Linked DNA regions of Mus musculus: regions 1, 2, 3, 4, 5 and 7 are each linked to region 6. Evidence: chromatin contacts called from public HiCAR-type, HiChIP or PLAC-seq and promoter capture Hi-C data. All regions are on one chromosome and are shown on one strand. Each heading gives the region's core, a stretch centred on a gene start, on an enhancer-like site or on the middle of the called end of the contact. The rest is flanking DNA. Distances are from core to core; before and after follow the strand shown.

Region 1 (3,472 bases), core at 564-3,063, 940 kb after region 6:
ATTTGTACGGCTGGTGTCCATATTCACTTACTCTTTGAGACATCAACAATAATTCAATACAAATGGAAATCCTATGCCAAGGGTTTTCTCTCTCTCTCCTTCCCTCCCTCTACTGCAAAAGGACAATGTCCCTTCAGAGATCTTTACAAATTGGAGTTGAGTTGGGTATGGTGGCCAACACCTTTAATCCCAGCACTCGGGAGGCAGAGGCAGGCCTATTTCTTTGAGTTCAGAGCCAGCCTGGCCTACAAAGCATGTTCCAGGGCAGCCAGGGCTGGTACACAGAGGAACCCTGTCTTGAAACTAAACGGAAGGAAGGAAGGAAGGAAGGAAGGAAGGAAGGAAGGAAGGAAGGAAGGAAGGAAGGAAAGAAGGGAGAAAGAAAACACTAGATTTGTTTAGGGCTGGGTCCTGTAACTTCTAGCTTCCTTATCTCTCATTTATTAAAATTGGAGAGCTGACTGTAGTCAGATAGCAAGCAAGTGGGCTTCTATATACCGGGAGGGATTACTCTACTTCATTGCTAAGCACCAGATTAACAAATCTAATCACAGAGTTCTTGAAGGATCAGAGTTGAAGAAATCAGTATCACTGAGAGCTTGTAAGACGTACCTGTTGCATTGCTGGCTGCTTTGGCAGGTGATGTGGACTGTCCTGTCTGCACCTGTTAAACAAGAGGAAGGGTGAGAGGATCTTTAAAGTCACTTCTTGTTTTAACATGCTATTACTCTATGTAAAATTTGGGAGAAAATTATAAAATGCATGCTATAACTCCCATAAAACACAAAAACACATGAGAATTCCTAAAACCTAGAAAATTAGATTGACCTCTTATAGAAGGTCAAAGTAGAGAGAAATGAGGGCTGGGGTGGGCTGGGACACAACAAAAACCCTCCCCCAAATATTTTTTAGCATCATCTAATTATGAAAAATTCCTGATTGGTTTGAAGTAGCCATGTTCATAAATTGTTGAAAAACCTGATTTGTCAACATAATTTAAATTGGTAAATTTCTACCCGAAATTATTATTATTACTATTATTTATTTATTTATTTATTTATTTATTTACTTATGCCTAAAATCTCTGAAATCTGGATTGGTGAATCCCGCTTTGGGTGGGCACAAAACGAAGCCAATGTTAAGGAGGAAGACAGTTTACACATAGACCAAAAATAAAACCCAAGTGACACTGTTAGAAGAGAAGCCAACAGATTGCAAAGATCAAAGGCAAAAAAGAGAAGCTTGTTTGGTTAATGCTGGGGCTTTGGGGCATTTCATGTACTTGCGGGGCTCGTCCATCCATCCGCACCACACATCGTAGCCATGCTATTCTAAACTGATGATAAATCCAGCTCCAGGGCGGACAGGGCGCAAAGCCGGGATCTCGCACAGATCTCAGGATCCAAGACGCGGGGCCAGATCTCCCTTGTGGAGGAACCATGGCGTTTCTTCCGAGGTGACTGTTAGATAAAGCAGCGTCTTCATGTTCTTCGTCCGAGAAAGAAGCATTGGTCCAGAAATCAACAGGATAGGGGCTAAGATAAAAGGGAAGCGCCTTTCCCATCTTTTTAAATTTCCCGCACCCCGTTTTCTCTCCGCCTCCCCAACACCGTCTCTGCTTCCACCAGCAGCTCGAGGATCCCCGCACCGAGAGGCGGTCGGAGCAGGATAGTCTTAGGAAAGTAGGCGGGCCTGGCCCGCTGAGTATTTCGGTGCCCGATTTTTGCTGTCTTCGGCGGCAGTTCCTCCTCCGCTCGGTTACTGGATTGCACACGCGGCCGTGAGCTCGGCACTCGATTGCTTCGGCCTATCACCCTGGGATGCCGCCTGCCGCCGCCGCCAGCGCCGCGGCTGCCGGGCTTGTGGGTTTCTCAGAGGAGCGCGAGCCGGAGGAGCCCAAGCAGCGGCCGGAGCGGCGGCCTGAGAGTTAGCGGGCCGGCCTGCGCGTTCCGCGGGAGCAAGCCGACGCCAGGCGGACAGAAGCTGGGCCGGGGCGCGCCCCTCAGGCTGAGGGAGCCGGCGCTTTGAGCCCCCGAGGCGACGGCGGCGGGAGCCGGTCAGAGGGGGCGGCCCCTGGCGGCGACGCCCCCGAGCCCAGCCCTGCCTGGCCGAGCTCCATCCTCAGCCCAAGCCCGGGCGGCCCGCGAACGCGCCCGCGGGGGTTGAGCAGGGCTGCGTGGGGGCGGGAGGTGAGCCCGCGCTCCCGGGTGCTCCGCGTCCGCTCCGGACCCGCACCTGAGCCGGGACCCGCCTCCGCTCCGGACCACGCTGGACCCGCCTCCCGGCCCGGGTCCCACCCTCCGCTTGCAGGTGGGCTGCGGCGCCCGGCCTTCGGGCGGTGGGCGGCGGGGAAGGAGGTGAGCGGTGTCCGCGCCCGCAGCCGTTCGGGTGCTGGTGGCCGCGCCGTCGTCCCTTTCCCGCAGCCGGGAAGCCCGCCCCGCCGCCGCCGCCTGCTCCCTCTGGGACACCATGGAGCTGTCTCCGTCGTCCGGAGGAGCCGCGGAGGCGCTGTCGTGGCCGGAGATGTTCACGGGGCTGGAGTCCGACTCGCCGCTGCCCCCGGAGGATCTGGACGCGGTCGTCCCAGTCAGCGGAGCAGTGGCCGGTGGCATGCTGGATCGGATCCTTCTGGAGTCAGTGTGCCAGCAGCAGAGCTGGGTCCGGGTGTTCGGTAAGGATCACAAGTCGTCTGCCTCAGAGGCTGGCGTTTCTCATCTTTCCTTGGGCTCCGATGCATTCTTAGTCCCCCATCTATCCTAGGTCAGCTGTCCACATCTTTTTTTGGTTGTTGTTGTTGTTGTTGCAGAAAATGCTTTTTGACAAGTTTATCCAATATATAGCGCCTGGTTATGTGACTCAGTAGGCTCCTTTGGACCTCTTTAGATATCCACAGTAAGTTTATAGAGTTGAGCTATCTGGACGTAATTCTTAGGTGATTAATTAAAGGCACTTGCTGCTGAGTCCTCAGGAAGGTAGAATGGAACAAGGCACAAAACCAAGTGAATGGGATTTCATTTCCTTCCTGTTGTGTGAAGCAAGTGTTGAGAGAAAGATATGAAAAAGCTTAGTAGAAGATGAGCTAATGAATGAAAAACAAAACAAAACAAAATCGAGGGGTTGTGGGTGGGGGGCAGAGATGGGAGAGACACCCAGCCCTAGCCGTAGCCCTTGCACCAGCCCCAGTTCAAGTGTTTGGTAGCAGTAGATTTACCGACAGCTTTTCCTTGAACCGTACTCTCTGCTTGTCCTGAGTGTGTAGGTTGTTTCAGATTGCACTGCTGTTTCTGGTTTTCGTGGTTAAGCTACCCGGTTGTCACTCAGCAGGTTTAAAGTGATGAACACACTAAAGAAACTTTCCCTTTCTGCATTCCGAGTAACCATCTTTTAAATTAAACCTGAATGATGATTTTCTATTCAGGAAAGGCTGTGGCAACGTTAAACATGCTGTATGCATGGGTTAGCTGTGGCTTTC
Region 2 (3,677 bases), core at 1,094-3,593, 880 kb before region 6:
AATGAAAATAGGACACGCCTAATAAAAACAATTGCCAGCTGTACCTCGTTCACCTCCAGTAATACAGGCTACACCACAGACTGTGGTACTCTGAGATAGTTCAACAGTCAGTGCCTAAGTTATCTGTTTAATAATTGAATAATACTGATTTCTCACACCTTTTACACTATTAAACGACCTAAGGATGCTGGCATCTTGGTTTGAACTACAAATAATGGCCAAAAAGAAAAAAGCAAACTGTTTTACTAGTTTCTACCTTATCATGTGACACTATTGATTGGACAAGAATACAAACACCTCACCCAGGCAGTGGTGACAAACACCTTTAATCCTAGCACAAGAAGGAAGAGGCAGGAGGATCTCTGAGTTCAGGGCCAGCCTGTTCTACAGAGCTAGTTCCAGGATATCCAGGGCTACACAGAGAAACCCTGTCTCTAAATAAATAAATAAATAAAGCCAAACAAAAAAAGGAATGCAAACACCTCTTACACCCAACCATAAACTTCTTAAATTACAAATAACCACAGCTATAATTCTATTTCAACACACACACAACTTCTGAATCTAAACAAAAGCAAAATTACGAATTATATTAGTGAACAAGAAAGTGTAGCTAATACCTTTCTCAATGGTTACAATCTCTAAGCTTATCATCTTTAATAATACCATTTAAGCCCATCTTCTACTGTGATCTGAACTAACTTCCCCAAGCATGACTGTTCAAGCCAACTTCCTACATCATTAAGTCAAACAACAAGTTCCTTCTTAGGAAAGGCCCAGAATTCTACCAGTTTGTGAGCAGGAAATCTTCATTAAGCTCTCATAATCTTACCAGTAATATCAAAACCCAATTAAAATTCAAAGCATTCTTCAAGACAATCAGATTCATCTTTTGCTTAAAGTCCCTCTTAGATGCCAAATGCCTGAATTCTACTGTGTCGCTCAAGATGCCAGCTGTGATGCAATGACTGTAAAAGCGTTTCTCAAGTCAGAGATTCCAGTGTATACACAGCGCTGCGATCGTTCCATACAACACAGAAACACTAAAAATGTGTTTCCCTTTTTCCAACAGTTGAAACCTGGAATTGGGTGTGAACAAACTTTGACTACAAAATTATTAACAGTATTACAAGTGTCCTATCTATTCAAATTCATATTCCAACGCAGGATGGGCAAAAATAACTTCGTAAAGCATCACCAACCAGGTTTCGAGCACCATCTACTTTTTTACAATATAGTGTTGACCAGCAATCCCACACCTCAGAATCACCAGGCACTAACTAGTCTTCTACCTCCGAAAATCATGAACTACTCCTGACTGATACTTCGTCCACTAGATGGCCAAAAAAAGAAAGAAAACAAAAACAAAAACCAGAAGGGATTTAACCTCCTACCCCGAATACTTCCTTTCTAATAACCACTTACTGGACCTCCATCTTTATCCTTAAGCACTCCCTTAAATGCCTTCAGTTCCTGGACACCAGCACCCACTTCTGTGCAATCCCATTTCACCACTTTGCCTAAGGATCCCAGTCCAGCTCCACCTCCCAACCGGGAACCTTAACTCTGCAAACACTCAACTCTCTAGGTTCGAATCCCAGCACCTCCAACAGGCCTCCCTCCACGGGACCCCGCCAGGCTCAGCAGCAGAAACTCGTGGTCATGCACGCAGGGGCTGCTATGCAAACCCACCAGACGAAGTCGTTGCTTTTGTCCTCGTAGGAGTTGAGGAGCCCGTTACAAAGCGGGACGAGCAGAGGTCGCTTCCTACTGCTACTGCCGAGGCTGGAGCTGCTCCCTCCAACGCCGGCGCTGGGCCTGGCCGCGCAGCTGAGCCGGGACTGGCCCGCGGACACCGCCCCGCCGGCGCTCGCGCTGCCAGACACCGCGGCCGCCACCAGCACAGGCCGCCCCGGGCCGCCGAGGCCGCCGGAGCCCGCGGCCGGAGCCACGCCGCCGGACACCAGCGTCGCCGCCGAGGCCGCCACGGACGGCGGCGACGGAGACGAGGATAAGGACGAGGAGGCGGAAGTCACCGAGGAGGCGGCCGAGGAGCCGGGGCTCGTCCCAGCGGAACCCGAGCCGGCCTGGCGGCTACCTGACATCGTGACTCCCTCCCTTGGCCCTGCGCTCCGAGGCGAGGGCCCGGACAGACCGCGACCCTCCGCCGCCCCCGGCGCTCAGCTCCCGAGCATCCTGAGGACGCGCCGGGAGACGGGCCGGGGGAACAATAAAGTTAGGCTTCCCACCGCCGCCCCGCCGCCGCGTCCTACGCGAGGGGGCGGGGGAAACTATCACATCCGAGGAGCCATGACTGCCGAGGAGGCCGCCGGGGCAGCCAACCCGGGCGCGCCGAGGCGGTCGGGCTTGCGCATGAGCGGCGGAAGGGGCGGGGCAGCGGAGCAGCTGCGCGCGCAGGCGCCGGCGCCGGCGCCGGGCTGTACGGAGATGCCGAGCGTGTAGTTCTCCGAGTGGAAAGCTGATTTCCTTTCTGACGTAGTAGAGAGATGGCCGTTTTCATGGAGCCAAAGGGTGGAAGGGGAAAGGACGGGGAATCTGGTCTAGTGGACCGGGAACGCTCGAAAAGCAACTGCTTAAGCGTGCCCCGGGTGGACGCTGGCGGATTGCCCAGCTAAAACTGCGGCGGTACGGAGCAGTGGTGTTGCGCATGCGTGTGAGCGAGCGCGCATGCGGCTATGGATTATTATCTGGAAAATACTAAGCTCACTTGTGTTCTCTTGCGGCTTCGCGCTTTTTCCCGATTGTGTGGCAGGAATATAATTTGTTTTCGTTTAGATTTTTTTTTTCTGTTTAGATTTTGAAGTCCTGTTAGGAGGAGTAAGGGGCCAGGGCAGTGAAAAAGGGTTACAAGCCTTAGGTTTCAATCTGAAAGAGCCACAACGTGAGGACTTCCCCACGTTCTGACTCAGGAGAGGCGACACCCCAAAATCACCAACGAGAAACGGTCTTGCTGCAAATTGCAAGAGGATTTTTATTCAAGAGCGCTCTCGGCCCACGGTCATACACCACGCAGGGGTAGAGGACCGTGGCGCCCCGAGTAGCTGGGTTAGGGGGTATTTAAAGGAAGAAACCACAACTTAAGGAGGTGGGAAGGGCGTTGTTGGAAAATACCAAAAATACCAGTTAAGAGTCACAAGGAAGTACAAAGTCACAAGTGTCAGGTTATCTCTCAAGACAGTTTCTAAGAGCCCCTAACAATCTAAGAGCCCCTAGCAATAGCACCTTTGCATAGTGGGTTCCAGCAATGGTCAGGGTGACTTTCTTTGAATTAACACTCTTTGAACCCAGGAAGCTGATGGGTGGAGGAATGTTGATATCTGTTTTATGATTAGCATACCTTGGAGCATTGAGTCACAAAGGCAAAATTCCCAAGCCTGGGCCCAAAGGCCTAGAATTTTGTCTTTATTACTCTTTCAAATCAAACATTTTATAGTACCAGAAATTATTTGCTTCTTGTCCCTGATGTCACTTATCTAAATTATCTCCAACCTTTTGTAAAACCTCATTGATAACTCCGTCTTTGTTGGCATTGAAGCAGCAATACTCGCCTAGTTCCCCTGGGAAATGAAAACTAAGTCTAAACCTGGCCGGTTTAGGAGGACAACTTTTGTCAGAGCCTCTGTCTGGACATGAAGCAGATAGAATTCAACGTGTCT
Region 3 (3,848 bases), core at 106-2,605, 780 kb after region 6:
ACTCACACAATATGTACTCACTGATAAGTGGATATTAGCCCTAAACCTAGGATACCCAAGATATAAGATACAATTTGCTAAACACATGAAACTCAAGAAGAATGAAGACTGAAGTGTGGACACTATGCCCCTCCTTAGAATTGGGAACAAAACACCCATGAAAGGAGTTACAGAGACAAAGTTTGGAGCTGAGATGAAAGGATGGACCATCTAGAGACTGCCATATCCAGGGATCCACCCCATAATCAGCTTCCAAACGCTGACACCATTGCATACACTAGCAAGATTTTATCGAAAGGACCCAGATGTAGCTGTCTCTTGTGAGACTATGCCGGGGCCTAGCAAACACTTAAGTGGATGCTCACAGTCAGCTAGTGGATGGATCACAGGGCTTCCAATGGAGGAGCTAGAGAAATTACCCAAGGAGCTAAAGGGACCTGCAACCCTATAGATGGAACAACATTATGAACTAACCAGTACCCCGGAGCTCTTGACTCTAGCTACATATGTATCAAAAGATGGCCTAGTCGGCCATCACTGGAAAGAGAGGCCCATTGAACACGCAAACTGTATATGCCCCAGTACAGGGGAACGCCAGGGCCAAAAAAAATGGGAATGGGTGGGTAGGGAAGGTGGGGGGGGGGTATGGAGGACTTTTGGGATAGCATTGGAAATGTAATTGAGGAAAATATGTAATAAAAAATATTTTTTAAAAAAAGGCATTCAAATAGCAAGACCTGATCTCAGAATTCTAACAGAGTGTGCTCAGCTCTACATAAAAGTCACATCCTGCTCTTACTCTTATGCTATTACTGCAGAGAGTGAACCCTTTGATACATTCTGACGTCACCAGCAGGCCTGCACGTGTGACTTCTGGACCACGTGATTCCTACCGTCTCACCAGCAATCCGTGCACCACATCCTGCCCTCCATCTAGCCTGCATGCACAGATTCAGGGAAAGCTATGTGACACGCCTGCTCTGCTCCTTGAAGTCACACTGACTGTGTCTGAGGGAACATTCCACCCATCTCCCTCTCTGCTCATTCACTCACACTCACTCACTCACTCACTCATTCACTCAGCACTGAGAAGTACCTGCTCAGTACCAGAGACTCTACCAGAAAATGGAAGCACAAGGATTTCAGAAGCAAGCCCCACTGACGTACCAAGTATTAAACAAAGAACCAAGTTTCCGGAAGACATGCAAATGATAGTGACAGCATCACTGGAAAGGGAGTGAGCATGGGGGCCGAGGGGGATGTCTGGGGGTGGGTAAGGGAAGGCTGGAACAGTGTGCACAGGGCCCCTACCGAAATGCTCATCTTTCATTGTACATCCCCTGGTAGCGATGCTGACAGCCGGCATATCTTGGGATAAGGCAGACAATGCTCCATCCCACTGTTCTAATTCTGGAACTGCTATGCCACCTCATTAATATGAGAAAATGTGTTAAAAAGCTGCTGATAAACAGCTGCACAGAGGCAGAAATAGTGACTCCCGTCACATTCGCAAGCTTTATTGGATCTCCAACATGGCATAAGAGGCGAAGCTTAGCCTGCATGTATAAACGGAGTAATTTGCTGTAATGTTCCAGTTTATTGGTAGACATTTTGCCATATCATGTCTCCCCAAACACAGTTTAAGGACACTTCTGATTTACACATTTCTGTAAACTGCCTCCTTCTTAGAACCGTCATGCCGACTGGCACAATGATACTAACATTCCAATCTCTCAATAAAACAGAAGACTGACTAGCTTGCATGCATCCTGCAAGCTCTAATAACTAAACTTCTCCTCGTTCAAAGGATATTTGATTAAGAAATTAGCTAGGAGTTGTGTATAAATCACAGCAAGTTGACTGAAGCGACGGGAAGGGACACTGACTTACGCAAGGGGAGTTAAGTCTTATCCTAACCCAAGGCCAGACCTGGAGTTACAAAAGAGGTTTGTACAGGATGCTGCAGCCAGGTCAAGGATTCAGACCTGGCAGGCACAGGTCCCCAATCACAAAAGCAAACGTCCCAATTTCCCTTACCTGGGGATGTTCTGCTGTGCAGTTCTCCAGCTACACGAGGGAAAGTCCCATGGAAGCTGAATTCTAATGACCTCCCTTCTCCTCAGTCTCCCTCCTTTCTGATGACAGATTGATGGCCTCCTCAGGTGCCTCCTAGGTGCGATCCACGACAGGAGACAGCAACATTGAACTCACAGAATTGATTTCCACTGGGTCCCTGTTTAGGACGGGCCCGTGGAGGTGATTTTCATTACTGACCCCCCCTTGACCCCTCCCCCCTGAGGAATTATAGCCCATCGGAGAGCCTTCTCTGCTAGATAAATATTAAACTGTTTTCTGTTTGGCACCAGGTGGCAGCTGCTCCCTTCCTTCTGGGTTGAGGATTATGTATTTGTGTAATTTTTATATTATGTTTGTTTTGTTGGCAGATGGCTTATTATTGGGGTTGCATGGGAAGAAGAGAAGGTGTAACTCCAGGGGCACGTTCTGCTAAATTAGAGGCAGGTAGGGCAGAAAAGTGGGGATTCTTTTTAACAAATAAAATCCAAAACTGTATAATTTAACTAAATGTGAAGAGCTTTAGAGCCTACAATTATCCAAACAATGCTTTGAAAGGGTGGCTTAGAGACACGTGTTTCCTTGTAGACACATTCAGGCGAGTCTCCTGTGGATAGTCTTCCTTGGGCCTAAGACCACGGTTCTGATCTCACCCTGTCCCCTAGAAGAATGGCCAAACAAACTCTGGACATGGGTCTCCGTCTACTGAAAATGTGACCATTTCCAGGCAGCACCAGGGTATGGGGTCTTGGAACTGCCAATATAGCATCAAGTTAGAGCCCTTGGTATAAAATTTGACCTAATTAAGACGCTACGGGCAAAGCATTCCAATAGCAATTACACGGGTTGTAAATGGGTAAAGTACCTTTTAAAACCAAGAAATGCTTCTGCCAGAAATAAGTGCCCTGGAGGGTCAAATGAGGAGCTGTAAGCGCAGGACATTGTTTGCCTTGACCTTAAAGGGGACACTTCCATCACCTGCCATGGAAGCTGTCAGCTGGGGACAAAAAAGAAAAAGAAAAAAAAAACCTGCCCAGGGCACCCACATCCTAAGACCACTCTCGTTCAAGGACTATTCCTGAGAAACTGCAGCAGCCCTTGAGTCTGTGGTCCTGGCCTCTTACAATACCACTCTTTGTTTGTTCTTGTATCTTGTGGCAGACTTGATTCATCTTCCAAAGATTCAAAGAAGAGTGAAAACATAGTCACAGGAGCATCCCACAAGATCACCTCCAGACTAGACAGAAGTTGTAGCTGTTTTCTTACAAACATTCATAAGGTTCTAGTTGGGGGAAAACATTCATTTTTTTTCTTTTTTTTTTTTAATTAGATATTTTCTTCATTTACATTTCCAATGCTATCCCAAAAGTCTCCCATGCCCTCCCCCCCACACTCCCCTACCAACTCACTCCCACTTCTTGGCCCTGGCGTTCCCCTGTACTGAGGCATATAAAGTTTGCAAGACCAATGGGCCTTTCTTTCCAATGATGGCTGACTAGGCCATCTTCTGATACATATGCAGCTAGAGACATGAGCTCCGGAATACTGGTTAGTTCATATTGTTGTTCCACCTATAGGGTTGCAGACCCCTTTAGCTCCTTGGGTACTTTCTCTAGCTCCTCCATTGGGTGCCCTGTGATCCATCCAATAGCTGACTGTGAGCATCCTCTTCTGTGTTTGCTAGGCCCCAGCATAGCCTCACAAAAGACAGCTATATCAGGGTCCTTTCAGCAAAATCTTGCTAGTGTATGCAATAGTGTCAGCGTTTGGAGGCT
Region 4 (3,490 bases), core at 119-2,618, 780 kb before region 6:
TATGTTGGAGCCCAGCGGGCCATTTTGCTACCAAGGGAGATCAGTGAAATAGGTTCCATCTGGAAGGATATGGGCATTGAGTCTAGTTTGAGATGGAGCTGTCAGCGCACAATGCAGACATCGGCCACCAGAGGGTGCTCTTACCTCAAGAGAAGTTTGATAATCCTTTTTTCCGCAGGAGAAGATGTAGCTGATGGATTTCTTTCCTGCCTCTCCTTCGAGGCAGCTGTGTCAAGAGCTGGGCTGTCTTAGACCAAAGTCTGCAAAGCGCGATGACGACATAGCTGCTTCAGGCTCTAAGAACTGCGTCAGAGAAGCATATCTGAAATAATCACAGATTATACTGGATGGCGAGAGAAAGAAACAAGTCCAAACAGCTCAGAAAACAGGTCTTTCGGTATCTGGAAGCGGAAGAAGGGTTTCCTGTGATTCTAATGAAAGCTGCCTTTTGATTCTGAGCTGATTTGTCAGCGCTGCTCTGAATGAAATTATATATATAATTTTGCCTTAATAGATTATAGATTTTTCTTTGTTATTTTTTGAATAATTTGTTTTTTGCCGAACATGTGCATTTAGTGTTACTCTCCCATTTATTTTGTGCCTTGTTTCCTGGTTTTCTTCTATTACTAGAGTTATTCCAGCAAAGGACAGGAACTCATTCATCTTGTGATTAAGCATCTCATGGCGGCCAGTATTTAGAGACAATACCAATTCATAAGAGAATTTTATAAAAGTTTTCTAAAATGAAGAGTTTCTGGGGGCAGGGAGCTGGAGGCGTATAGACAAGTGATCACCAGCATATTAGTGACATTAAAATTTACAATACTTGCACAGATCTTCTAGGGATGCTGTAAATCCAAGGAAAGCTCGAGTCAGAGCCCTGCATTTGCAGCATGCAGATGCCTGTGTTCCTAGGAGCACACCTTCACTAAAGCAAAATTTTAGGCCTTAAGCCAAGGGGCTAGACTTCTTTTAAAAAGCAAGTTTATTAATTGTTTGAGAATGTTATAAATTATATTGTGATCATATTTGCCCTTTCCCAATTTCTGACATATTCCCCCTTACCCACATCCACTCAATTTTGAATTCTCTCTCTCTCCCCTCCCCTTCCCCCTCTCCTCCCTCTCCTTCTTGCTCTCACTCCTTCTCACCTGTTCTCTCTCTTCACCCTGCTATTGGTCCTCCTCCTCTCTCCTCCTCCTTTTTCGTATGAAGTTTGCGTTGCCCAAGTACTCTGGGGAGTGGGCCCTGCCCTGGAATCAACCTACAAGGATCACATCTTTAAGAAAAGCCGATTCTTTCTTCCTTTAGCAGTTAGAAAATACCAACGGCTTTTCAGATCCCAGTGGGATTGTCTATCTATCACTCTTGCTCCATGGTGGGGTTTTTCCTCTATCTTTAGTTTACACACATCTTGTGCATGATGTCATAATTGCTGTGGATTCATATATGCAACTGCCCCATGTATCTAGAAAACATAGTTTTTGTGAAGTCATACTTCACCTCTGGCTCTTACAGTCTTTCTGCCCTCTTGTCTGTGAAGTCCCTGGAGTCTTGAAGGGAATGGATGGGATATGTACATTCCATTCAGGACTGAGTACTCCATAATCTCTTATTCTCTGCATATGGACCAGTTGAGGATCTCTGTGTTAGCTGTCATCTACTAGAAGCAGCAGCTTATGGGTTGAAAGATGCACTGTATTGCAGCAACAGCATTAAGCACTACCAGTCACTTTAACGCTATGTCCATTTATCAGAATAATAGCATTAGGTTATCCTTTGTGTGTGTATATAACTTCATGTTCTTGGCTCTGTTAACAATGCATCTGTTTCTATCTCAGACAGTAGGCCATAGATCACATGTGAGAGTGGTTGGTTACTCACATAATGTTTGCGCCACTATTGCAGTAGTGGGCATGTCCTGTTAGGCCCATCATGTTGTAGTTTGCCAACTTTACAGTTGGGTTAGAATGGTGATTATTATTTTTCCCATCTAATAGTATGAATGTCATCTTCCAGCACTATGGAAGCTAGCTTTTAGGGGTGAAGCTTCTAAGTGAATACTAGCTTGATTGTCTGTGAGTCCAGTGTGTGGTGTCTTCAGAAATAGGGTCTTACCCTGAAGTTCTGTAGGAAATGAAATGTATTGGCAACAGCCTATAATGGTTTGAGGATTAAGGAATCCCATTGACCATCAATATGCAAAGAGTCAACCCATTCCTTAATACTGAGGTTTTTATTTAAGAATATGTTCTGTCTGGTTGGGGATTGTGGAGCATCCAAGATCCTGGATGATAAAGAAGTTGTATGGAGACCAGAACTTTCTACCTGGAGTTTTGCAGAGATATTTTCTCACAAACAATCTTGCATTTGGCCTCCACCTTATAGTTAACCCTGGAAAACCCCTTTCAGGATCATTTGTTGTTCTTCAGGAAATGTGATTTATCCCAGAAATTTTGAAAAAAAAAATCCCCCTTGCTCCTGGTTTTGTTTGTTTATTTGTTTGTTTTTCTCCTATCTTTACAGCCACTTTCCAGATACCACAGAAAACAGAAACATCTAGGGCCTAAATAACTGAGATGCCTCTCTACTTACCTCTGGTGCTCCAGGCATAGCCTTCCTTTTGGAGTGTCCTCTTTCCAGCCAGTGTTTATTGTCTTCATGCTATAGCAGGACTCAGTCTGGACAGATGAACCTTAACAAAAAGAACTCCAGATTGCACTTAGGATAAAAACCTGTTGTTAATGTGAAGGTAGAGGTCTGTGACAATCTTCCAGGTGGACAGTAGTTCTAGGTCTTATTCCTGTTTTGTAAAAGTCAGGAGACATTGCCTAATTTCTTCACTGGATCTAGCAACTTTTCCTTATAACAGATACTTTTCACTGGGGCTTGGCCCACAGTATCAAGGACATAGAATCAAAATAGCACCAGTAGCTGGGGACCAACATATTCCCATGGCAGACATTACATGTTCAAACCACAACATAGAGTCACTCTTCTAAGCTTACAGTCTAGAGGTTGGACAGACATGACATGTTCAAACCATGGCACATAGTCACTCTTCTAAGCTCACAGTCTAGAGGTTGGGCAGACATTACGTGTTCAAACCATGACACATAGTCACTCTTCTAAGCTCACAGTCTAGAGGTTGAGATGACAAGTCAACTGTTCGAGTGCAGAGATAGAAATGAGAGTCATGGGATGCTTTGGAAGGATGGTCTACTGTCAGCATCCCCTTGATTTCAAATGACAGAAGACTTAACTCAAACCATGTCACACAAAATAGAGAATTTACTGATCAGTATGACTGGGTCAATGTTATTTCTGGTTTTAAACAGAGCTGTGTTTAGAGTTTCAGCAAGTTTTTTTTTTAAAGGGGAATATTTTTCAGCTCTTCTTCCTTTGTGTTCAAGGCCGATCCTCAACATAGTTCTGTGACCTTACACATTATCAGTTTAACAACCTTAATGGAAAGAAGTTTGTTTTGTCA
Region 5 (3,856 bases), core at 40-2,539, 900 kb after region 6:
GCAAACTCCAGGGATTTAAAGGCAAAGAAAAATAACATAAAAACACTCTCAGAAGCTAGCTCCTTACAATGCAAACAGCAAAACTGGGGAGCCCATGCCTCCGCATCCAAAAACTGGAGTACTTATTGACTGGTGGATAGCATGTCCACTGTCCTCAAGACACTCCACCTTGGTTTAAAAACAACTTAGCCAAGAGTAGGGAGGCATTTCTGCACTCCGGAGACTGACACAAGAAGACTGTAAGTTCAGTTCCAGCCTGGATGACATGGTGTTATCCCAGAAATGAATGACTCAAGATGAGGGAAGTTGAATGGCTGTGATCACCCTCTCTTCCAATAATCTGTTTTAACCACAGGCCCCATTTGGGTGACCTTTACAACTGTAGCTGCATCTCTGCCTCTCATGAGCGACCCCTAACATGAAGATACTCTTGCGTACTCCACCCTGTTTCAAATTGTCATTCTCTACTACATATGTGTCACACGCTGTCACCAAAGTGGTCAACAGGCAAGGCCAAGGTGACTTCCACATTTCCTGGCAGGAAAAGGATCTCATCCCAAATTACAGCAGGACATAAGAGGAGCCCAGGCTTGTATTCTTCATGAGATAGATTGGGATGGGGGCAATGGTTCGGGGACCCGTACATAATTTGATACTGACCCTGAAGAGGGGCTAAGCAAAGGATAAGGGTCCTTTTGTCTGTATTGTTATGTAAAGTCCTGTGTAAATCAGACACAGTTTCTAAGGCAACGGCTCTGGAGCTCTCTGAGAGGCCTATGCTTGAGATTTGAGGGAGGGCTTCCTTGACATTTCTAGCCTTTCCGTGAACCTTGAAAGGGCTTGACCTTCCAACCTAAAGTGGGTGCGCTCCAGCCTCTGGTCGCCCCCTACGCTTGGGAACTAGGATTTTGACCGAAGCAGGAAGCCCACGAGTGCTGGGCCGAGAAAGTCAGAGGCTCTGAACTATACAAGGAGGCATCCCGGGGTCAAGCTTGTCACCCTACCTCCTGTGGCCCGACGGGGCGGGGAGCCACCTCTTGAATGGTCAGGGGCTGCTTCAACTCGGTGCAGAGTGCAGCTCGGTAGTGCCGGCCTTGGCCCTGCCAGGCTTGCCTGCAACAAAGAAAAGGGAGCTGGTTTTCTCAGCAGTACCCCTGGGGTCTGTAAGGGGGCCGGGGGGGGGGCGGGGGGGGGGGGAGTTGGGCTTGCACCTGCAGAGCCACACCGGAGGGAGGCAACGCGTACACAGCCTTGCTGCCATGGCCAGCTGAAGTCGCGAGGGGCGTGGCCAGCATGTGGCAGGAAGAGCTCTGGGGAGAGCGGAAAGGCGTCCCAGGACGTGCCTGCTCTGGCCGGGTGACCTGACCGGCAGGCGGAGCTCTTGTCTGTCTGTGCAGGGGACTGTCAGCCCCACACCACTTCTAGGGTTAGACCAAACAGTGTGTGCAACCCTTGATCTCTTCGCTGGTTCTGGAAAACAAAAAGGAAGCATGAGGGAAATGATTCGATCACCCCAGATTAAGAGTCTTTGAGACAGGGTCTCATTAGGTAGCTCTCACAGTGTTGACCAGGCTGGCCTAGAACATGTCATCTTCCTGCCTCTTGTTTCCTGAGTGCTGGAACTACAGGGTGTGCCTGGAAGACTATTAAATCTGTGTTTGGTAACATTTCAGTAGTAGTTCTGGGGTTCTTTCTAAGAAAGAAGTCCAAAATGCACAGGTGAATCCTTTGATGTCTACATTTGAACTGCTAGAGTTCTTGCCACTAATTTTCTCACACAGGACTAATTATGATAAAAAAAACTAAACTGTTACCAATAGTCTGGTGTTAACTGATCCTGAACAAATCCAAAGAGAATATCCAATTAAAGACAAGCCAGCTGGGCACACGCCTGTAATCCCAGGGCCCAGGAGACAGAGACAAGAAAACTGAACATTCGAATCAGCCAGAGCTACATTGTAAGACCTGTCTCCGATAAAAATAAAAATAAATTAACATGATGACACATGCCTTTAATCCCATCACTCAGAAGGCAAAGATAGGTAAATCTTGGTAAATTTGAGGCCAACTTAGTCTACATAGCCAGTTCCTGGCCAGCCAGGACTACATAGAGAAACCCTGTCTTAAAATATTAGTTAGTAAAAAAATAAATAAAAAGTCAGCCCAAAACTTAATGACTCTCATGCTCCAAAGGTTTACCCCTTGGTAAATGTGATTCAGTGATGACATAAGCCTTAGGGGCACAGGTATGCCCTAGAAGAACCAAAAATAATACTACTGTCTATATGAAATAGTATATAAAATTGCTTTGGCATTGGCAAGATAACTGAGTGGGTAAGGGTGCTTGCTATCAAGGTTGATAAGCTAAATTCAACCCCCAGACGTCACATGGTAGAAAGAGAGACCCTACTCCCAAAAATTGTCCTTTAACCTCCAAATGCTGACCTTACACATGAACCATGTACATGTATGTACACACACACACACACACACACACGTTAGTATTAGATGTAGATCTATCTGACCTATTTAAAACAGCAAGTGACTATACGCCAGCAATGTATGTGAGGTACATGCTATGCTGGAAAGAATGGAAGACTATATCATTGGATAAATAGATTTAACGACAGCATGGCATCTTTGGAAGACATCTGGCCAGAGGGTATAGGCCACAGGTTGAAATCCAGTTCTACCACCTCTTTGGCCACCTCCCTAATGGTTCTCGCCCTCAATTAACTCTTCCATAAGAGAAGGCATTGAGCAGGAACGAACAGCAATTGAATGGAGGAAACTGTAAAGCGAAAAGGAAGGATGCATTTCTGAGTTTATGACCTAAAGGCTTTGAGGGCTGAGGAACCCAAGAACAAATAAGCCCCTCAGGTGTGCAGTAGGCGCTGTCATCATAATCGTACCCGTTGGGAATTTTCAGCTCCACATACAAACAACCGAAGGGAAGCAATGTCTACAATGGGAGATGATTTCTTTTAAAAAACCCATGGCTCCAATGAGACAGGCAGGAAAGCACTCTGTAAACGGCATATAAACCAAGCATGTAAGATGAACTTGGGACCTGGAGATGTAGCTCAGTGCTATGGTGCTCACCCTGGCAAACTAGAGGCCCTGGGTTCAATCTCCAGCAATGTGAAAAAAAGGAAAGATAGGAATAGTGGAGAAATCCATGTCACCACCAAATGGTCATCCTTAAGCCTGTAGTGTAACTCCAGAGTAGAGCACCAACCTAGACTGTAAGGCCCTGAGCTTGATCCATAGCAACGGGGATGGAGGAGGGAGTTCCTGGTTGCCAGGAAAGCCAACAGCAATAAATCTCTAACTTATGAAGTATGTAATGATTGTTTGTTCTGAGTATTAATTGTTATTGCTGTGTAGACCAGGCTGGCCTCAAACTCACAAGAGATCCAACTGGTACCTCCAGAGTGCTGGGATTAAAGGTATACACCACCACACCCAGGCCTAGCAACCATTTCTTAATCTTGTTTAATTTGTAGGATCTGTATAATGCATAACATTTTCAGTATTTAATAGATATGTACCTAATAAATTATTGAACGAGAACTCAGTTATCTAGTATTAATTTTCCAGGTAATTGGAAATAACACTAAGTATTAAGTCTCATATTTGTAATTAAGTGCTTTTACAGAAAGGTTTTCATGTGCAAGTATATGGGGGTGGGGGGGAATGTATGTGTGGTATAAGTTCATGTATGTACAAGGGTGAACATGTCTAGGTTCACACAGAGGCCAGAGAAGGATGTTAAGTATGTTACTCTCTCATTCTCTGCCTTTTCCCTTCAAGACAGAGTCTCTCACTAGACCCGGAGCTAGGCTGGCAGTAAACA
Region 6 (3,656 bases), core at 1,139-3,638:
GACATAACTGTTTCAGACGGAAGTGGACTTTTGAAACATTGCCACAAGAATTCATATACTGTTGGTCTAAAAAGTAAATGTAGTGATTTATATTCCTTGACTTTTATATTCATTTAGAAGAAAAGATAGTATGTGTGCAGCAACAGTTAAAGGGTGGGACTAACTCAGATGATCATCAGCTTCTTGTGGCCAAGACATTAGTGAGTGGAAGAAATAAGGTGTAGAGCACTGTATCCTCCTAATATTCTATATTTTCACGGTTTAAGAGAGAGTGAAATTCTTTGGGAGTGGGTATTTGCATAGTAGTCCTCTTTGGGCTGTTATTAGATTTACTAAGAAAGAATCAATGTTTGCTTCTTGTAATGTTGGAAATGAAGTGAATAGTAGTTACCTCAAAGTACCTTCATCAGATGAACATTTGTAGGTTTTTTTAGTGTGTGATTTTCTTCATTAAAATATCATGGGTGATTTAAGAAAACACAGCCAAGTTTCTTGATTTTCATCAAGATTTTGATTGGCTGTCCCTTCTTGAGAAATCCTGGCACTTTCCTTCTTTCCATTGACAGAAGTTACACCTGTCCTACCATTCATCCATTCCCTCACTCCCTCAAGTTATTTCACAGGAAGACCTCCAAAGCGTTCTTACGTGGGTTAGGTTCAGTGGGCCTCTGTCTCTAGGAATCTCAGGAACAACTGGCTCCACAGTCAGGAGCAGTTAAACTCTCAGTAGTTTATTTAGATATTTTATCTTAGTTGAAGATCTGGGGACTCCACAGGACCGCCATTCTCTGGCATGTTTTATAGCCAGACTCCTGCAGAGTGTAGAAGGAATAACTTGGGTGAGATGCAGAGTAGAAAACAAGTAGAGATCAGATATGATGGAAATGGGTGGGGGTTTGTAGATAAGAAGCAGTTTCTAGACTTCCTCACTCTTTCAGAGCATCTGGCTAAAGGGGCACTTTATACCTAACCCCAGATATATCCTTCCTCTGTGTACATCTAACCTCTGCCCTCTGTTTTGTCTACTTCTTTCCAAAACAATCTCCGATGTTGCTCTCAACTCAAGGAAACTAAATGGAGACACTTGTCTCCCTCTCTGCCTATTCTCCTCTATATAGGCCTTCATCATGTGACTCACTGGGAATTCCCCCACATCCCTTGCCACTTTCAACTTATCTTTCTTCAACAACGGCTCTTTCCAAAATTTAGTGTAGTTCGCCAGTTAGTAGGATGCATTTCAGCCTCACACATTTATTAGAACATCAAAAACATATCGTTCACATCCATTCAATTAAAGTTAATATCTTTATTCCTCCTTCTTTCCTTCTTTCCCTCCTTTTCTCCCTCCCTTACCCACTGCCCGGACTTCCCTTTCACAGGCTCAGCAGACAGCACCTGCTTCTCAGAAACAAGGCTTGTCCTGTTCTCCTTTCTCTAGTCTTCCTTTAAAAAATGCGAGTCCCTCTTCCTGACAGCCACTGGAGTGAAAGGAGACACACAGAAGGAAACCATCACAGGCAAAACAATTCTCTTTCTTTTTGGACGCAGGCCATTTCAGAGGTCTCCCCAGAATCCCCAAGTTCTCCTCTTTGCTGTTGTCCCTACAGGTCTGGTGTGGGGCGTGAGGTGTCTCAATTTAGCTGTTCAGCGATTCTCTGCCTGGTCATCTTACCACAGAGCTCCTGTGGTCTTTTGCCTCCCTCTTTACCCCCTCCCTCCCCCCCCCCCGCCCCCGGCCCCGGGGTGTGTGTGTGTGTGTGTGTGTGTGTGTGTGTGAGAGAGAGAGAGAGAGAGAGAGAGAGAGAGAGAGAGAGAGAGAGAGAGCTATTTCTCACTTGGGGGCTCACTTCTAATTAAGTAATTCAGGAGGTTTAAAAAGCACAGAACAACTAAATGAAACCTCAAATTAGAAGGAAAATGGCTCAAATGGGTCCCCATCTCTGGGAGTTCTGGTTAAGCAAGCAAACAAAATGGGCTGGGACGAATGAATATTGTAACTCAGAAGACCAAAGCAAATGTAATTAGTTCCCAGTCTACTTCTTGTTCCTCAGCCTCTGACACGCTCCAATCTCACTCCCAACGCCACACGCAGCCGCGAATTTATCCAATTCTTCCTTATCCTTACTGCGGGGAGGGGGAAAAAGTCGCTGCTGCAAAAAGCTGGGAGGGTTAACAGAGCTGGTACCCCAGCCTGCCAGCTAGCCAAAGGAGATTGCCGGTAGGCCTCAGAACCCGCCTCCTGCCAGGCTTCACAGCCAATGGGAGCCTGTGGTGAGTATGGCGCAGGGTCCTATTGGCTGCCAACCTACGTGCATAAGAAAGAACGAGAGAGGCAGGCAGGGCAGCATTGTTATCTTAAGACACTCATCCGGTGTCTGAGTCTGCAGGTGACACTGGTTAGGTACGGACCGGGAAGCCGGAGTGGGGACGCGCCGGGCTGCAGCTCCAGGATGGAATCCGCCTGCCTGCCGCGCGGCTCGCGGCTCAACCCGCAGCGCCTCCGCTGAGCTCGACGGGTTCCGGAGGACTTGGAAATGCACCTGCCGCGCGCTCCGAGGACACCAGCAGGTCCTCAGGCAGCCGAAGGAGCCCAGACGCCTGAGGAACGATTTCTGTCCATGTACAAGGCACAGATTTCGGATGACAGGGCGGGTGAGTCTCTTTAGAGTTGGAAAAAAAAGAAGGCAAGATCTTGGGTTTCACCTCGGTCGAGGGACAGGGGACTTCTCAGTTGGCTTCCCACTTTCCTCACCTCTCCCACGCCGCGTGCGACCCAGCCTAGTGCTGATCCCACTTCACAGATGCTGTGGGTGCCTGGGATGCTCGCTGCTCCACGGCAAGGCAGCAGGCAAGTGGTCTAAAAGCTGCCGCCGCGGCGGCGGCGGCGACAGCAAAGCCCAGAGCAGGAGAATTTGAAAAGAGACATCCGTTCCCTCTCACAAGCTGAGGGGGTGGCATTTCATATTTCCCCAAAGGAGAAAGAGCCACAAGAAATCATGAAGTAAAAACTTTGGAAGGCTGCCACTGGAGATGTTGCACAAAAATCAGGCGTCTTTTGGGAGTCTCCTCGCAGTCCTTGGTGGTTTGGGGAGCAGCTGATACAGCAAGAAGGACTCTTACAAGGATTCAAGGTAATCGTGCAGGGGTCTGTACCCCTGGGTTTTCTGTATCACCTTTCGTTGTGATTTTCATGAGTCCTCATTCAACCTTCTTGTCTGGTGCCTGGCAATTGCAAGCAAAAGGAATAACTCCCATTCCACCCCGTAGTTTCTGTCAGGTGGAGCTTAGCAGTGGACTTTGGGTTTGAGCTGACTCTGGAATCGCCTCCTGGTGTCGCATGGCTGTCACAGAGCTTGGGCACTCTGCCTGACCTATATTGGTTTTTTTTTTTTTTTTTCTTTTTTTGCCTGGTTTAAGTCCTTAAAGTTAGTGCAACTCCCATTAGCTTTCGAAAATTCATTCGGGCTCCATAATTGCAGAGGATGACAAGGACTTTTGCTTGCCTAGCTGATGCCGGACAGAACTGCACGAGGTTCACTGTGTTTGGGGAGGACCCTAAAGACCTGGTATTCTTTTGTGCAATATAGCTGTATTCACATGGTCATTAAAGCCCTGTGGCATGCTTTAGAGGCCAGTCTATTTCTTCTATGAACATG
Region 7 (3,861 bases), core at 17-2,516, 560 kb after region 6:
GGAGAAGAACAAAGGCATCCCCTCTCCTGCCTGTTCAGGACCAACACAGTATGTCACCTCCTCCAACCCGCCACACCCACAGCGACTCCTGGAGACTATCTGATAGTGGTGCCTTGGACCTCTGTAATTTGAATTTCTCTCAGAGTTGAGCAATCAGGTCTGAGCACACATTCTATCAGCATGGCTTCTTCTGAGCTCACTACCCAGAGAGTCTCCCATTTGGTGTTCCAAGAAAGACTCAGACCCCTTCTCAGATACAAAAAAGTTAAGTGGCACCACGGGTATTCTGTATGAATGTTTGTACATCTCAAAACTTGTGTGATAATGGTTCCTAGACTATTCTGAATGATGGAAAGGTGAGGCTAAGGATTCATCTTCACTGCCATCTCTCTGGCTGCAGTGCTCCTAGCAACGCTTTATCCCATCCCACAGTTTTCTCTTGGCTCTATCTTTTGTCTAAGCTCTTCTTGACCCTGCCAGTCTCTCCCTTGGTTGGTGTAAGAGCCTTGCCAGAGGAACCATTCAGCAACTGTAGACTCCAGCTCAAAATATCCATCCCCACTAGGCCAAGGGGAAAATTGGGGGTTGAGGGTGTGAGGCATAACTCCAGTACTTCGGGTGTTATGAAAACCTCCAAATATGTTCTGCTAGGCAGCCCCTGGCCTTGGAGTCTATTTATTATTTAATGGGAAGGAAGACATGCCAGAAATGAGCTGGAACAATTGCTTAAGGGAAGTGGGAGTAAGGAGAAGAGGACGGATTGTATATTTTTATTTTTAAACTTCTCAGACAGTGCCCCGTTAGTTTTGTTTCTTATTTGGGATACAGCATTAATCATGCTAATATTTCACAGCCCAGCTTCACTCTTTAGTCATTACTTTAATCAAACCCATCAGCGAACGAAAGAACACGTTACCAGGTGGGAATAACTGCTACCGCTCACTGTTAATTACTTTGCATTTTACAGCAATCAGCAGCAGGGGCTGAGATCATAATAAATTCATGACTTATGGGCCCATAAAATCATTACCGTAGGAAAATATGTTTTATCGAGGATTCGATGGGCCGCTGCTCAGACAGAGATTTCTTGAAGGAAATGACACCCATGAAATTAAACTGATCCTTGCAGTCAGCAGAAATGCAAATGCACAAAGAGCAGAATTTTACCGTGGGAGAAAAGGGCTGGATGCAGTCAGGGCAGGGTGGAGAGCCTCTGAGACAGATAAGGGGCGTGGCCATAGGAGGACAGGGAGGGAACAGAAGACCTGTGAGCTTCAAGAGGAAGCCTCGGAAGAATGCAGTGCAGGAGACAGCTTGTCACGTGGGTTATGCCATAATCAGGACTACAACCGTGCACCTTAATCCCTCCCCCGTGTCTTAGTTTCAGCTAGCTTTCCCCATTGCCTCGGGTACGTTGACAAGTGGTCTCAGAGGCCATGGGGAAGCTGATGAAAAAGCAAAGAGACAAGTCAATAACTCATCCCTGAGACAGTCCTAGAAGGAAAGGACACTCCCTCCTGCCTCTTCTGCTTCAGTTTCAAGCAGCCCTAGTTGGCTGTTGGATGGATAGACGCACTTCTTAACTAAGGCCACCTCCCCTGGCTTCTCACCCTGTTTGTCTCTATACCGGCTGTGTGGGTCCTTGTGTCCTTAAAGCCATTTATAGCCTTCAGGTAATGGAGCACTCTGGATGTTTGTTTTATTCGGGGGCCCTCTATCTTCAAGCCATTTGTTTAGAAATAAGCTTCCCTTTTCCTTCACATCTTCCAATTATGCTAGGCAAACACAAGCCCTTATTCAGTGTTATTTAAGCATGAAATTATAACAGATTCTTTTAAATGCTAAGGCACTAAAAATAAGTCATTTCATCAAGGCACACCAGGTCCAGATCTAGTAGCTCATTAATTTCCATGAATCAGACAAGTCAAATTCAAACAGAATACGAGGGCTCAGGTAGAAGGTTCGTCTGTTCTCCCTGGGATGACCACCAGCCTTGCTCATTATGGTACTGATTTCCCAAGGATTAAAGACAGTTGTCCTCTGAACTTGAATGAGCACCATTGAGAGGAATCACTCTTGCCAGAAGGACTGCAAGAAGTCAAGTCAGAAGTTGCATGCCACTCTAGTTGTAAGAATTTACTAACTTCCGGGATCTCAATTCTGCTTTCCAGAAACAGGAAGTCGTGTCTATTACATGTTTATTACATAAATAAAATGAACACAAAATGAACACAAACTAAGGCATTCGGAAGCAATTCTGGAGAAGTCAACCCACTCCTCCAGCACCTACCCCAAGGTCAATCAAGGTTAAAGAGTCAGCTGTCTCCCTAGAGGAAGGCAGAGGCTGAGGAGATGCCTGGCCCAAGCTGGCACACAAGAACCTTGCACAGCAGCAGTTGGCGACACGAGATGAACAAATGCTGTGGGATGTTTGGCTGCGCTCTCACCTGTCACTGTGACTTTCAGAAATGTGTACTGTGTTCCTCAGTTCTGGGGAGACTTAAATCCTCCTAGGAGGGTGATACCCTCCAGAAATAGAAGATATCCCCGCCTTACTAGGACCTCCAAGCTACGCCATCTCATATTTCCCTCTCTAGACTCTTTCTTCTGCTTTTATCTTTTGGAAACTGATTGGAAACAAAGAGGGGATCCTTCCCCTCTTACCTCCAAGGCAAATCTAAGAAATCATCCCCACGGCACCTGCGCCCCAGTGGCCATGCTGGAAATAAAGTTGAGCAATGATCCTGCTCTTCCTAAGTTCCTAAAGTCCTTACACTGTGAAGAAAAGCAAGGCTAGTCTTACCTCCCTCATCTAGCTCTCTTGGCAGCCTCCAGCCCAGTTTGCTGCCTCGGTACTAGAGCAGGAGAAACCATGGAGAGGATTTGGAAATTCGAATTATTTTAAAGGAAGAAACCAAGAAATGCAATACACCACAGATCTTCATCTCACAGGAGAGAACGGTCCTTCAATATAATTCTGGACCACCAGTGTAATGACTGTTTATGGATGCTGTGACCATCTATCCAGGTCTGTGTCCTTAATAGCCTCTTACAATGGGTTAAAATTAAATACAGGAACATTTGGAGTATATGAAGGGTTTCCGTATTTAAAATATTTGGATCTATGCAAGAATAATTATGGAAAGCAGAAAAGCACCGAGGTCAGCACCACCTGAAGAACGATACCTGAGGAAGTTCTCTGGCCCACATATGCAGGTACATACACATGTACAAATACCCACATGCATGTGCACATGCGTATGCACCCGTGTGCAGCTACACATCGAAAGACGATTAACGCTTATGAATCTCCATTATGGTCACCATGAACAGATACCCATGGTTCTTACTGGACTATCATCTTGTTCTTTCACACTTATTGTTATGAGTATGGCTGAAGAGCTTAACCCTGAGAAAATGGCAAAGTACATTGTCATGTGTGATCCCAGAGCGCTTGCACCAACTAGGATCTTTTGGCTACAAGTAGAATTAACAGTTTTATGCACCTTCTACTAAAATTACTTCACATAGATAACGTGTAGCTCAGTCACTTGATGTTAAAGTCAAACTCTTTTTAGATGTAAGTAGATTTTTCAAAGTGATCTTACCTTAGCCCTTACGCATGTCAGGAAAGAGCCAAGGACAAGAGAAAAAGAAATTAAAGCTCACATGTCGTGTGCCTACACATACATGTCATGTGCCTACACATACATGCTTTGGAGTCATCAAAGTGTGTGGTTTATCTGTAATTCTTTTTATTTTCTTAAACAAAACTATATTTTTAGGAAAACAAACCTATTTTTTTAATTTGTTCTTGATAATTTCATCCAGGTATTTGGTGAAATATTATAATGACTCTTC

Evidence for each region. Promoter capture Hi-C pulls out the DNA fragments that hold promoters and counts their contacts. HiCAR-type assays count read pairs that join an accessible place to other places. HiChIP or PLAC-seq counts read pairs in DNA pulled down with a chosen protein or histone mark.
Region 1: a promoter capture Hi-C map of hippocampal neurons shows a contact between it and region 6, with 2.1 times the contacts expected there. The contact joins the promoter of Rasal2 here to the promoter of Brinp2 in region 6. A contact is called at or near these places in 3 of 39 promoter capture datasets (cranial neural crest, hippocampal neurons and maxillary cranial neural crest), 1 of 484 Hi-C or Micro-C datasets (embryonic stem cells) and 1 of 115 datasets of contacts at active chromatin or transcription factors (astrocytes).
Region 2: a HiCAR-type map of astrocytes shows a contact between it and region 6, with 2.2 times the contacts expected there. The contact joins the promoter of Cop1 here to the promoter of Brinp2 in region 6. A contact is called at or near these places in 2 of 39 promoter capture datasets (neural stem cells and stem cell-derived epiblast-like cells) and 1 of 115 datasets of contacts at active chromatin or transcription factors (astrocytes).
Region 3: an H3K27ac HiChIP or PLAC-seq map of VIP interneurons shows a contact between it and region 6, with 13 times the contacts expected there. The contact joins the enhancer-like site here to the promoter of Brinp2 in region 6. A contact is called at or near these places in 11 of 39 promoter capture datasets (the 3T3-L1 cell line, the HPC-7 cell line, cranial neural crest and 6 more), 6 of 115 datasets of contacts at active chromatin or transcription factors (VIP interneurons, embryonic basal ganglia, embryonic forebrain and 3 more) and 1 of 9 other capture datasets (embryonic stem cells).
Region 4: a promoter capture Hi-C map of stem cell-derived epiblast-like cells shows a contact between it and region 6, with 2.7 times the contacts expected there. The contact joins the promoter of 4930562F17Rik here to the promoter of Brinp2 in region 6. A contact is called at or near these places in 12 of 39 promoter capture datasets (the 3T3-L1 cell line, HPC-7-derived erythroid cells, embryonic stem cells and 7 more) and 1 of 115 datasets of contacts at active chromatin or transcription factors (neural tube).
Region 5: a HiCAR-type map of astrocytes shows a contact between it and region 6, with 2.5 times the contacts expected there. The contact joins the promoter of Cryzl2 here to the promoter of Brinp2 in region 6. A contact is called at or near these places in 4 of 39 promoter capture datasets (HPC-7-derived erythroid cells, embryonic stem cells, frontonasal cranial neural crest and 1 more) and 2 of 115 datasets of contacts at active chromatin or transcription factors (astrocytes and embryonic stem cells).
Region 7: a contact with region 6 is called in an H3K4me3 HiChIP or PLAC-seq map of neural tube, with 4 times the contacts expected there. The contact joins the enhancer-like site here to the promoter of Brinp2 in region 6. A contact is called at or near these places in 9 of 39 promoter capture datasets (the 3T3-L1 cell line, the C10 cell line, cranial neural crest and 5 more), 4 of 115 datasets of contacts at active chromatin or transcription factors (embryonic basal ganglia, embryonic forebrain, forebrain and 1 more) and 1 of 9 other capture datasets (adipose tissue).

The regions. Positions count from the first base shown.
Region 1 is chr1:157,410,936-157,414,407 of GRCm38.p6, reverse strand. It overlaps Rasal2 (RAS protein activator like 2), which reads left to right and starts at 1,813. Exons shown (of 18, transcript NM_177644.5): 1 at 1,813-2,671. The coding sequence starts at 2,470. 2810025M15Rik (RIKEN cDNA 2810025M15 gene) reads right to left here and starts at 2,056. Exons shown (of 3, transcript NR_027984.1): 1 at 1,283-2,056; 2 at 613-664.
Region 2 is chr1:159,230,866-159,234,542 of GRCm38.p6, reverse strand. It overlaps Cop1 (COP1, E3 ubiquitin ligase), which reads right to left and starts at 2,343. Exons shown (of 20, transcript NM_011931.4): 1 at 1,693-2,343. The coding sequence starts at 2,105.
Region 3 is chr1:157,576,053-157,579,900 of GRCm38.p6, reverse strand. No RefSeq gene overlaps it. Among named protein-coding and RNA genes, the nearest start is that of Gm30903, 17 kb to the left of the region's middle. Within about 2 kb of position 1,355, at least 12 of the 459 cell types and tissues checked have an H3K27ac peak or open chromatin away from gene starts, as enhancers often do. A contact at or near this core is called in VIP interneurons and hippocampal neurons, where this site is marked.
Region 4 is chr1:159,132,159-159,135,648 of GRCm38.p6, reverse strand. It overlaps 4930562F17Rik (a long non-coding RNA gene), which reads right to left and starts at 1,368. Exons shown (of 4, transcript XR_865669.1): 1 at 1,152-1,368; 2 at 145-322.
Region 5 is chr1:157,456,001-157,459,856 of GRCm38.p6, reverse strand. It overlaps Cryzl2 (crystallin zeta like 2), which reads right to left and starts at 1,289. Exons shown (of 10, transcript NM_001033284.2): 1 at 1,212-1,289; 2 at 1,005-1,113. The coding sequence starts at 1,261.
Region 6 is chr1:158,354,992-158,358,647 of GRCm38.p6, reverse strand. It overlaps Brinp2 (bone morphogenic protein/retinoic acid inducible neural-specific 2), which reads left to right and starts at 2,388. Exons shown (of 8, transcript NM_207583.2): 1 at 2,388-3,131.
Region 7 is chr1:157,796,431-157,800,291 of GRCm38.p6, reverse strand. No RefSeq gene overlaps it. Among named protein-coding and RNA genes, the nearest start is that of Gm51655, 52 kb to the right of the region's middle. Within about 2 kb of position 1,266, at least 13 of the 459 cell types and tissues checked have an H3K27ac peak or open chromatin away from gene starts, as enhancers often do. A contact at or near this core is called in neural tube, where this site is marked.